Linked DNA regions of Oryzias latipes: region 2 is linked to region 1. The links are chromatin contacts, called in public Hi-C maps. All regions are on one chromosome and are shown on one strand. Each heading gives the region's core, a stretch centred on a gene start, on an enhancer-like site or on the middle of the called end of the contact. The rest is flanking DNA. Distances are from core to core; before and after follow the strand shown. Region 1 overlaps ptk7 (inactive tyrosine-protein kinase 7). Region 2 overlaps ptk7 (inactive tyrosine-protein kinase 7).

Region 1 (5,716 bases), core at 2,146-4,645:
TTCAGAACAGTGCAATCCTGCCATATCCAGATCGCTGTGGTCTTTCAGGATCTGGAATTTTGTGACCTCGCAGGATCCAGTATCCTGATCCTGTGGGATCCAGAAGCCTGTGATCCTGTGGGATCAGGTACGCCGGGATCTGGAACACAGTGATCTTGTGGGATCCAGTTCCCTGTGATCCTGTGGGATCAGGTACGCCGGGATCTGGAACACAGTGATCTTGTGGGATCCAGTTCCCTGTGATCCTGTGGGATCAGGTACGCCGGGATCTGGAACACAGTGATCTTGTGGGATCCAGTTCCCTGTGATCCTGTGGGATCAGGTACGCCGGGATCTGGAACACAGTGATCTTGGGGGATCCAGTTCCCTGTGATCCTGTGGGATCAGGTACGCCGGGATCTGGAACACAGTGATCCTGTGGGATCCAGCCTGTAGTCTCCGTTCTGCTGTGATGTTTGGAGCTGAGACATTCCTGCAGTGTGGCCCCTAACTCCCCCTCCCCCGGTCTGCTCCCGGTGCCGTTTTGGGATGAATGCGGCGTCTGTGCGGCGGCGTCCGGGCCGGGGATGCGGGGTTTGTGTTGCTAAAAGTGTGGCCCTCTTCAGTCACGCCAGTCCTGCTCCTTCAGGAGCCCCTCCCGGCCGCAGAAACCCAAACTGTGGTCCTGAAGCGGACCGCCCCAGACGACCCTAGTGGTTCCTCTGATCTGCTGCTTTGCCGCGGGGCCAAACATTTGGCTCCAGCTGGAATTCTCCGGAGGAAAAGCGCTGATGGGATCCATCAGAGGAGCTCGTAGACCAGAAACCGTATTTTTCTGTCACGTCAGAGGAAACGTTGGTTCATCCTCACATGAACGCAGCAGCAGCTGCTGCTTAATGCAAACATCTGCACGCTTGGCGTTTCTGCATATCTGCGCGTCTGGAGGCTGTTTGGCCGCTCGACTCTTTCATTCTGAAACACGTGAAGCAAAGTTTGGAGCTGGAGATAAAAACACGGATGATGTTCAGTCAGACCGGAAGTGCCGGGATTTCATGACTCTTTGGTGGCAGATGCTTTTCCTGCAAATATGAAACACAACGTTTATCTAAATAAAATATTTACGTCTTTCTTATACGTTTTGCTTTGATGGACGCGGAATGACCAGACTCCAAGAAAGGGGAGGAGTCTAAATGCTTCCAGAACCGTGGTTTTTGGGAGGTCATGGCATCAATTCTCACATGAGGAGATGTTTCACCGCTTCAGTGGATTTCACTCTTAAAGCTCAAAATTGCATTTCGGAGGATTTCTTTATTCAAATTGTTGACTCTGAAGCAGACATTTGTGACGAATAAAGACGGTGGGCGGAGCTACAAGCCTCCTGGTGCGCCCCATTCTGATCAGACAGGTAAATCCAGGACATTTGTTTTCCTGGAATCTGGATCAGAACCGGACGGCTGGATGGCTAAAAATGTTGCTCTGCATTTTTGATGCACTGCTAATGTTAGTTTGGGGTTGTGGGGGGCTGTAAGCTAGCAGGAGGGCATGTAAACGGAGAGCTCTCAGCAACAAGAAGGGGAAGTCCCGCCCATAACTTGGAGGAGAATTTGGGATGATTTCCTGCCGCTCTGCAGAAACTGTCCTAGAAACCCACACATGGTTTTGGATTAAAACTGCATCACATAATGGAAAGACCACTGCTTTGAATTATTGTGTAATTTAAATTTTACACTTGTACTTTGTTTTTAAAAAGTTCCTATAGTTTTTAAATCTGTTGAGGTGTTTATTTTGATCTATTTATTCTTTTTTTTCTTCTTCAAATATTTAATAATCTGTTTTTTTTTTCATTGTTTCTCTTTTAACCGTATGGTTGGGAGCTTTTATTCTTTACCGAGCTTCCTGCTTTAGTCTGCGTTCCTGAACTCTTCAGCTCTTTTACTGTTGCTGTGCTGCAGCGTCCAGCCTGAAAACCAGGATGTTGTCGGCGTTCACGCACGCCGCTTGTTGGCGAATCTCGGTTCACCGCCGTTCAGGTTTCAAACGGCGATTTTGTTCTGAGCTCATCTGGATGGAAAGCTGGTTCTGGATTAGCTGAGGTCTAATGGGGGGGTGGGGGTGTATTTTCATAGACTCTTGTTTTGTTTGCAGCCAGATGTGAAGGAAAGGCGCCGAGGTCCACATGCATGCAGTTAAACCCACCGTGAGGGCTCCTCTGTTGTAGTTTAGGGGAACTCTGTCTGCTGGAAGGTTCTGGTGTTGGGTTCTGCTGGAAGGTTCTGGTGTTGGGTTCTGCTGGAAGGTTCTGGTGTTGGGTTCTGCTGGAAGGTTCTGTGCAGCAGGAACTCCAGCGGGGGGTTGTGGGACTGTGGGAGGCTTTCCCGTTGGCTCGTTCATCCGGCCGCGCTGATTCAGATTTAGGCTCCAGCCCGCTTTTCTCTGCGTGTGCAGTTCACTTACACTCAGTTAAACAGAGCGCCGCTCTCGAGGGAGGATCTTCTTGCAGCGTTTCAGAGGTTACAGACGTGGCGGCTCCTTCTCTCGTGTCTGGTCTTCTTGTCGCCGCCATCTCCTCCGTTTTCTGTCCGGCTGCCGTCCGTCAAAAAATCATCTGCTGACTTCAAAGACGTCTTGCAGCTTTTGCGACATGCGTATCAAAAAGCGTGATATTGCGATAACGATACATTTGCGATTAATCGTGCCTAATTAGCATCCATGTGGAGTATTGTGTGTAATCATAATGATCTAAATGGATGAACCTTGGTCTTTTTACAGTGGGTTATATTCCTGTGATGGTGGAATCCTCCAGTGTCCTCCCAGTATTTATCATTTATTCATCCAAAGTTTTCTGTTGGAGAATCCATTTCAGATAGATTTTTGAATCCTGTCTTACGTTCTGGCGTTCCTTTTATTTGGCGGCGTCACCGGGCCGTGCCTCATCCGTCATAACGGTTCCGAAAAAGACCTTCTGAAAACTGAAGACGGTCAGCTGTTGTGAGGAGGACTTCCTGCATCACGTCCCCCTTTTTAACCGCGGTTCCGTGTCCCTCACCTGCTGCAGGTGGGAGCCCCGCCCTCCTGTTCTTCCTGAAGATTACCTTCTTTCTACCGACAGTATGACACCCTGCTGATGTAAGCCTCTCCAGAAAATAGTAAACCCTTCCAAGAGCGTTTCCCCTGCAGGGCAGGTGTGAGGCCCGGCGAGGGGAGCGCTCCTGCAGAACCGCCGCTCGGGCCCGTTCCCACGTCTCTGCAAAAGCACGAGCGCCGCTGCATTTCAATGCGTTTGACTGGAACGTGCAGGAATGCCTCGCTTGGCTTTGGCCCATTTGGGAAGCAACGTGGAATAAAGGAGCAGGGGCAGAGAAAGGCGTCTGGCGTGCCGTTGCATAATCCCAGCAGCCATTAACTCTTTGTATCCCGAGGCATTCATGAATTCATCACAGCAGCATTACAACTGCAGTGACGTCTGGCAGGTCCTCAGCGGTGCGTGGAGCCTGCAGCTTCCAAGGACTGCAGATCCGTTTCATTTGGTGGTTTACTCTGAAAGGGAGCGGCTGGCTTCACCGCCTTCTGCCTTTTGCTGGAGTCTTGTGAATCTTTCACAGCTTCCTGGTTCCTTTGAAAATGTGATCATGCGTTGTGGCTGTCGAACAAGCGCAGCAGTTCTGCTTTGCAGCACATTTGTCCTCTCGGCTGTCAAAGCAGAGGAAGATGTAACCTCGATTCCTCTGTTCCTGACACTTCTACAGAGCGTCACGGAGGAGTCCAGACAGCCGCAAACACCACGACGAATTTCTCCCCACAAAACAAACAGAACTGAACTTTTTGGGGGTTTTTTCTTTTGTTTGTTTTTTAATCATACATTTTTATGTCAGGATTGGGTAGAGCTGCAGATAATATTAGTATTGAATCTGCTAGTTAAGGTAATGTTGATTATTTTTCTGAATATTTCCATTAAAAAGCCATAAATGTTTTATTTTCACAAAACCAGAGATCTAAAAAAAGTGGGACATTTTGAAGGAAATTATGATTGTTTTTAACTCTGAATACCGTAAAAAGCTCTGTCAAAAACTCCCTATAGGAAAATCAATTCATGGATTAATTATTCTGGATTTAATGACCAATTACAGGTTTTTATTGCCATATTTTTTTTCAATTTTTTTCTTTTTCATAGTTTTGCCAGGGGTGCGACTTATACTCAGGAGTGAATCATCTGGGATTTCTTTCTTCACATATTTATTATTTTCCCACCAATGACCACTAGAGGGCGCTGTAGGTGAGTTGTCATTTGCTACTGACAGCAACGCAGAAGAAGAAGAAGCGCAGTCCAAATCAAACGAGGAGAATTTTGGGACCAGCATTGAGTCGGATGGACGTCAAAAAAGAGGCAGCAGATGTGAATCCGGTTCGGTGTGAACGCAGCAGAACCAAAAGTGCGACTTGTCTGTGATATTTTTTGTCATTGTGATGCTTTGTTTGGCTCGTGTGACTTTTCTTCTGGAAAATAGTCGTTTTATTTTTTATCTTGTTGCTCATTTATAGTATTTAGAAAATGTAACGGCTGGATCCACACTCACGAAAACCAGGTAAAGAAACATTTATGAAATGATGTTAAAGAGTATAAATTCAAACGAGAGGTTAGACCCTAAACTCTCTAAAACCTCCTTTTAGAAGTTCAGCCCAGAACCGGAACCTGGAAAAAGATGAGAATCCGTTTCCGAATGATCTCCATCCCAAAGATGAGCATCCGAAGAAAGGAGCCAGTCTGGAATTGATTCAACCAAAGAAGAACTTTGGTTTATGTTCAGGTCTTCCTCAGCCGTGTGAACAGAACAAAACGTGTCTGAATCGTTAGTCTTCAGTTCTTTCCCCTCTCAATTCATCCTGATTGAAACCTCCGTGCTGACCTCTGGCCTGCCGCTCCACCACGCTGCCACGATGAGCTCCCCTGGTTGGTGTTGTGCGTCAGCAGACGGTGATTGTCGGAGCTGAAGGCTGCGGGTGTCGAACAACAAGTTTGCTTGATGCTGGTTAACAGAAACAGCCTCTCACTCCGTTTCACCTTCCTCTCCTCCGCCCCACTTTTACAACTCTACCCACAATCCTTCAGGGCCCCATCCTCCTCATGCTGTCCTCGGTCTGAACCTCCCTTTGAAGCTGAGGAGATGCTGCAGAATCCCTTCAGAGTTCTGGAGGTTTGCTCAAAGCAAACGGAAGATTTTCTCCTGCATGAAGGATACAGATGACAGAAAAGTCCCGGCCACACGCGTGTTGTTGACGTGTTCATCAAAAGAAGAGTTTTGATGCGATGGTTGGAGGAAGCATCCTGAGAACCACGCCGCTCACTCAGAAATCTTCAGAAGGAGGAGTCCTGGCGGCCTGTCCACTTTCCGGTGGTTTACGTCTGCTGCACGCTGCGTTTTCGTCAGTCTGCTCACAGCACGCCATCCGTTCTGTGCCAGAGTCCGCTTGAGTGGCGGCTCTCTGAAGTGTGCCGCAGCGCCGTTCTGTGGGTTCAACATTAGTGGTTCTGCTGGCCTCCTGACCAGAACGTATTGGAGACGCCACGGTTCAAAACCAAAGTGTTTCACCCCAATGAACCGTTGCATCTCTGCTGCACGGCCCGTCTGTTCACGCTGACGGTGTCGTTGGTACGAAGGAGCCGAAAGCTTTTCCTTCATTGTTGCCTATTTGTTAGCAAACCTTTAGTTTGTTGTCGTTTTTAAAGCACAAATTGTAT
Region 2 (6,186 bases), core at 1,226-3,725, 34 kb after region 1:
GTCTTTTTTCTCTCAGTTGTGCAACCGCCGTCTTTCTCACACGGACGTTCAGAAAATGCTGGCGTTGTGTAACTTCTAACAACTAAAGCAAATGATGATGGAGTTTGCTGTGATCGCTTAAAGACTTTGACTTTTTCTTAGCTACTTTTCGTCTTTTCTCAAAGAAAGAGGTTTTTTTCTCCAGCGACCTTCTTGACTCTCCCTTGAGGAATGCCGGCTCTGTGCAGGATTAATAAAAACCACATTTGGGTTTCTGTTGGGCCCTCAGGTACCAGTCGTTACTTTGTCTCCCCCAAACACGGCGCTCGCATCCATACCAGCCGGCTGGAGAGCGGCTCCATCTGGAAAACGTTCTCCTCTGTGGCGAGGATAAGCCGGGAGCGGTTCCTCGTTCGGTCGCTCCTCCTCCTAGCAGACGGATGCAGAACCCGTGAAGCTCCACTTGAAACTGAATCACACGCGCTACCATCAAATCCTCCTAATCTAGGGTTAGCAGGGTTACATTTTGGTCAGGAAAAGTTAAAAAAACTCAAATAAATCTGCAGTTTTTAGGGGATTCAGTTACAGTTCAGCCGTTTTCTGGACATTCATGTCATTTTTGAGTCCTTGAGGCCAAATTCAGTTGGTTTATAACCTGAATGAAAAACTCCGATTTTTGAAACTGGCTTTAAACACGTTTAGTTTTTAGGGCAGGCGAGCAGGAGTTCCCTAAAGTCACCGTGAAGCAGCTTTAAGGCCTGTTCACACCGGGACGAATTTCGCCGGCGATTTTCGCCGACGTTTAACGCCTCGTGACTAAACAAAGGGCACCAATGAGAGTGTGCACACCGACGCGAAAAAACGCCACGCGTTAAAGCGTCAAAAAAAAAAAACGCCTCGGGTTCGTTTTTTTTTTTTCGACGCGTCGCGTCGAAATCTACTCGACCAATGAGAACGGCGCTTTTGCTCACGTGTCTGGAGCTTCTGAAGTTACAGTAAAACACAACTTGGGGGCGCTCAAACACAAAACCGCTTGCTGAGCACACATACCAGCGAAGAAGATAGACGCCAAGTAGCGTCTACACAGCCGCGAAGCAATAATGACGGACATTCTAAAACATCCCCGAACCAAGTACCAGTTGGAGCTACTGGTGCTTGAAATATTCATGTTTTCTTTGTATTATTCTGACAAGCGCGTAAATACTTGCTCTCTTCTTCTGAGTGAAAAGCGACTTTAAGAAGCGTAAAGTTGCGCAGCGCCACCTTGTGTACAGGAGTATTTCTGTTTACATTAAGCGCCATCTAATGTCAGGGAATGAAATTGCATGTTCGCTCGGCTCACCGTCAGCGAAAATCGCCTGGGTGTGAACACAAAAAACGTGGCGAATAACGCCTGGCGAATATTGGTCCCGGTGTGTACGGGCCTTTACTCAAATATCAGTGACGGACATCAAGATTTGTCTTTATTTTGAAGTCTGCTCATCACCTTTTTATTGATCCAGGTTCAAACATTTAGGAGCAAATTCTATTCTACCAACATGACCGGGTCACGAAGCTCCTACAGATGGTTCAGGCAGTTTTTGAATGATGCAGTTTTAATCTACATCATCAAAAAAGTGTTAAAAACACCACAGACAGCCTTTACATCCGAGTGGGTCTTTGAATTCACATGAAAGTGTCATCATTGACCTTATTTCTGACCGTCTTTACAGGCTTTGTGTCTATAAAACACGCGTGCTACATGTATGGCAGGTCATCAGTGTTGAGATGAAAATCACCATATTTACCCAACATATGTCAAACAACCATAGAGTGACCCCCCCCCTGCAATAATCCTGCATGTGTATTAAGTCATGTGTGTAAAAGTTTGCGTGCATCGGGGAAAATGTGGGTTGTAAGGAGGGGTGGTTCCAAATGTGATGTACATGTAATGGACTGACGTGTTCCCCCGCCCCCCACCGAAGATGGGGGCTGGGGGGGTCCATTTATCTTGCTTTCAGTGGTGGGTGGGCTAATCCTGCCAGCAGAGTTACTCTAGGGTAATTATTCCCCTTCTGTTTTCACTAGTTCTGTCCCCCACCCCCCTACCCCCGGGGCCCTTTGTGGGGTAAGACTGCACCCAGCCGGAGCGTCAGGCAGAAGTCCCACCATTGTTGGGCTGCTTCTTACTGCTGGGGGGGGGGCAAAGCACTCACTCTCAGAATGTGCTTTGGGTTCATTGGCCTCCAGTAAGGAGGGAAAATATTCAGTCCCCCCCCCACACACACACACACACACTCACACACACTACCTGAGCCTTTCTCCTCCTTTCACGTTTTAGGCTGCCAGCCCGTAATGTGACCCCCCCCCCCCCCCCCCCCCCCCCCCCCCCCCCATACCCGACTCGTCCACCACGGAAACGGTTGGGACAGATGCTGAGGAATGAGCCGTCCAAGCATCTGCCTCTGCTGCCTGTTCTGCCTCCAACATAGTAATTACGGCGGCCCCGATGACGCCGACGGCCTGATGACGGCGTTGGCCTGCCAGGCCCGCTCAAACACTTAGTCATGCATTCTTGGAGGGATTATGGGAAGCCATTTGCCATCAATGGGTTATGAAAAGAAAGGCTTCTGTATGGACAGCTGGAGGAATCCCAACTATAAATGAAGTTGTGAAGCCTCCTAGAAAGACCAGGAGGAATTAGAAAGAACCTGATATCCAGAAATCCATTCAAAAGAAGAGAGTCTGCAGCAAAAAATGCTTTATGATTATTTTATACTGTAACACTTAAACAATTTATTCATAAAACTCCACCTTTGTTTAGATTAAATGAATTTTTATAGAAGAAACCAAATTCCTGGAGTGGAATCGAACTGTGTTGATTTGGAAATGAAACGAACTTGTGGACAAATTGAGAACAAGAATAATTATAGAAATAAAGTTTAGTGTAGTTAACCTTAAGGTGCTAACACATTAACCCCTATCATAAAAAGATTTTTAGGTAAAAATAATTAAAAAAAGGATCATAAAACATGAAGTATAAGCGATTAGTTTTGCACAATTACCATATTTTTCTGGATTTCAGTTTTTTTTTCTCCATTGTATGGCCATGGGTGCGACTTATACTCAGGAGCGACTTGTATGTGGAAAAACATAAATGGGCTCATATATTTATTTTCCCACTAACTGCCGCTAGAGGGAGCTGTAGGTGTGTCTATCGTATTTGCTGCCGACAGCAACGCAGAAGAAGAAAAGCCGTCAAAAATAAATATGGAGAATCTGAACGTTTTTCTCCTTCATGATAGACCTGTGGAGGGGTCCTTCTGCTTCAGAATGATCTAATGAGCGGCTCAGATGGGGAGACGAGTGAAGGCGGAGCTTATTACTGTAGAGTCGGTTTGCGGTGATCCCTCAGAGAACCTCCAGCTTCCTGTTTTATTCATCCTGACATTTCTTCTTCTGACCTCTCGGGGATGCTGCATCTCACCCTTCCTCCTCCTCGCCGTCTCAGGTGAGGAGGAGGAGGAGGAGGAAGGGGATCATATAATTCATAGATGATCCACAGTGAGGAGATGCAGCAAACCCACAGACGGTATTGGAGCTCTGCATCCGAGGAGTGGTTGCAGAAAACGGGCTCGGTATAGAAATCCCACAGAGCTGATGCAGCCCAAACAAACAAACCCCCACTGAGTGCATGCATGAGTGCATGCGTGCATGAGTACGTGCGTACATGCGTGCATGCACTCGTTCCTGAGTGCATATTGGAACATAAATTACAACCAAGCTGAAGTCTTTGTCTAGTCGGCGTGCAGAGGGATGAGGGGAATTCCTGCTCTGAGGACACGGACCTCCTCTCTGCTCTGGTGCCTTGCTCACCAGTTGACAGTTTTCTGCACCTTTAGTACAATTTCCATTTGAAATGTCTAGTGCAGGAGGATTTTATTATTTCCCCGTGTCTCTTGGACGGCGTCCTTTCATTCACAGTGATCGGTGTTTTCTATTTCAGGGACAGCTGAGCTCTGTTCCTGCTTGGTTTCCCCTCCGTCACAGTCGATGGGCTTCACGCCGTTCATGCAGACGATTCCTCCTGACCGTTTCTGGTTGAAAGTGTTGACACACCTGAGTACAGTTTGTTGGCCTCCTCACTCGTCATGTGACGCCTGAGAAGGCTTAGCGATCGTGACTTTTTCTTGTTTTATTTTGAAAATCCTTCAAGTTGACTGCATCAGCTTTTTGTGTTGGGTGTTGTCAAACCTGCGAGTCTGATGTGTGGCCTGCTTTCATGCACCGTGTAAAGAACGCCAGTCCACTCAGTGATGTCGCAGCGAGGCGGTTAACGGTTTCCTGCTGTCCTTCTCTGCTCACGTTTCTTCTGCCTCTGCAGGGCTGGAAAGTGGCGCTCTGACTCTGAAGGAGCCTCTTTCAGAGGAGGACATCCAGAGCTCTGCACCGGTGACGCTGCGCTGTCACATCGACGGACACCCTCGGTAGGTCCCAGCGTCTGTCCAGACTGATCCTTCCAAACGACGCCTTCCCCGCTCAGCTTCCTGTCTCTGCTCTTTCCTCCTCATCTGTCTTAGACCAACGTGTCATTGGTACAAAGACGGCGTGAAGCTGACGGAGAAGACCCATCAGATCAACAACAAGGAGCGGACGCTCACCATCAAGAGCGCCAGTCCGGATGACAGCGGCCTTTACTCCTGCTGTGCCAAAAATGCAGCCGGGAGCGTCTGCAGCAATCCAAACTTCACTCTCAACATTATAGGTGTGCGCACGTTTGGGAAACGCCTCCCTCCAAATGTTTGCTCCAAACAGTCTGTTGTCCTGACATGTAACGTATACAAACACGCCGATTTTCTGAATGACGAACACTGTACGCAGGTTAAAACCACATTTCTGCTCCAATATTCCCTAATATTAGAACAAACCAGGAAAATGAAAGTGCAGAAAGATCTGACCTCTCCACTCAGAGAAATGCGGTCCTCCTGACGGCCGCCGCTCCTGCTGAGGGTCGTCTGTATTCATCAAAGCGGCGAGTGTGAGAGCGGGCGGAGTCTGCTTCCTCCCCGCAAAGCTTTTCTCGCTCCACGTTTTCTCTGCTTGAACTGACAGAAAGCCCATTAGTGGAGCGAGCAGGGGAGATGCAGTTTCAGCTGTCATTATCTGAAGAGCGCGCTTCCTCCCCCGCCATCCACGCCGCCGAAACGCCCCGCAGAGCGAGCGGGAATCTCAGTCAAGTGCTGCTCCTGATCTGATTCTCGTCGCCCTTTCTGGCTTTCGTTTGCTGGTGCTCCCAAAAGCAGGCCTCAGCCCGGGTCCCGTTGGTACAGAACCTGCCTGTGTGGTTCTGTTCTAATTGGCCCCCCGCCACAAAGACGTGCAGGCTGAGCGCCTGAACGATCTTTGACATGCGGGTTATGGTGTCACCGCGCCTCTGCTGCTCTTCTTGGAGCGCCGCTTTGGTTCCTGGGTGGGCCAGGTGTTCTGTGGGGGCACGCCCTCTTTGTCTGCACACCAGCCCTTAACCAGATCCAGTTTCTGCTCCTGGCAGCCACTCCTCTGTGAGCTGGCAGCAGGTAAAGTCTTGGCTCACCTCCGTAAGCCTGGATTACAGCTACTTCATGTTATGGAGCCTGATCCGCTCCAGTTTTCCTGCAGACTGCTCTGTTCCCAGTCTTTGCTTTGGCAGAACTTTTTATTCCTAAGGTGGTTCTAAGAGGCCCGACTCTGTTAAAACCAATGAACTTCAGGTCATTTTTGTGATTTAAAACTCCACATTTTATTCTTCATTAATCAGGAAATGGTGTTTTCCCGTTTTGTGTTTTAATCTAAAATCTGGGATTTTTTATTTTTATTAATTCAGGGCTCCAGACTAACTTTTTTCACTAGGAGCACAGTGGCCCCCCAACTGAAAATTTTAGGGGCACAACCAGAAAATTTAGGGGCGCATACCGTAAATCAACATTCTAACCAAATCTACTAATTTCCACTGTATTACTAATAAATACTTTAATAATAGATACAGAAATTACAATGTGCTGTTTCAAATTCAGTGTCACATTTTATTCTGCACTTTTGAAGATGCAACAAGAAGGTAAACTGACAGAAGAAGGTAAACTGTAAAAGAACGGGCGATGTTCACTGGATATCAGAACAATCGATACAGATACCTGAGATCAGAGAGAGGCTCAAAAACTGATGGAAATTTATGTTGGTGACACCAAATAA

What was found. Hi-C and Micro-C count contacts between places; a contact is called where the count stands out from the background.
Region 2: a contact with region 1 is called in a Hi-C map of embryo, with 2.5 times the contacts expected there. The contact joins two enhancer-like sites. A contact is called at or near these places in 4 of 5 Hi-C or Micro-C datasets (embryo and fibroblasts).

What each region holds. Positions count from the first base shown.
Region 1 is chr15:28,988,961-28,994,676 of ASM223467v1, forward strand. All of the region lies in intron 1 of ptk7 (inactive tyrosine-protein kinase 7), which reads left to right. Among protein-coding and RNA genes, the nearest start is that of ptk7, 4.0 kb to the left of the region's middle. Within about 2 kb of position 3,396, at least 1 of the 8 cell types and tissues checked has an H3K27ac peak or open chromatin away from gene starts, as enhancers often do. A contact at or near this core is called in embryo, where this site is marked.
Region 2 is chr15:29,024,111-29,030,296 of ASM223467v1, forward strand. ptk7 (inactive tyrosine-protein kinase 7) reads left to right here. Exons shown (of 19, transcript XM_023963079.1): 3 at 4,343-4,445; 4 at 4,539-4,723. Among protein-coding and RNA genes, the nearest start is that of srf, 17 kb to the right of the region's middle. Within about 2 kb of position 2,476, at least 4 of the 8 cell types and tissues checked have an H3K27ac peak or open chromatin away from gene starts, as enhancers often do. A contact at or near this core is called in embryo, where this site is marked.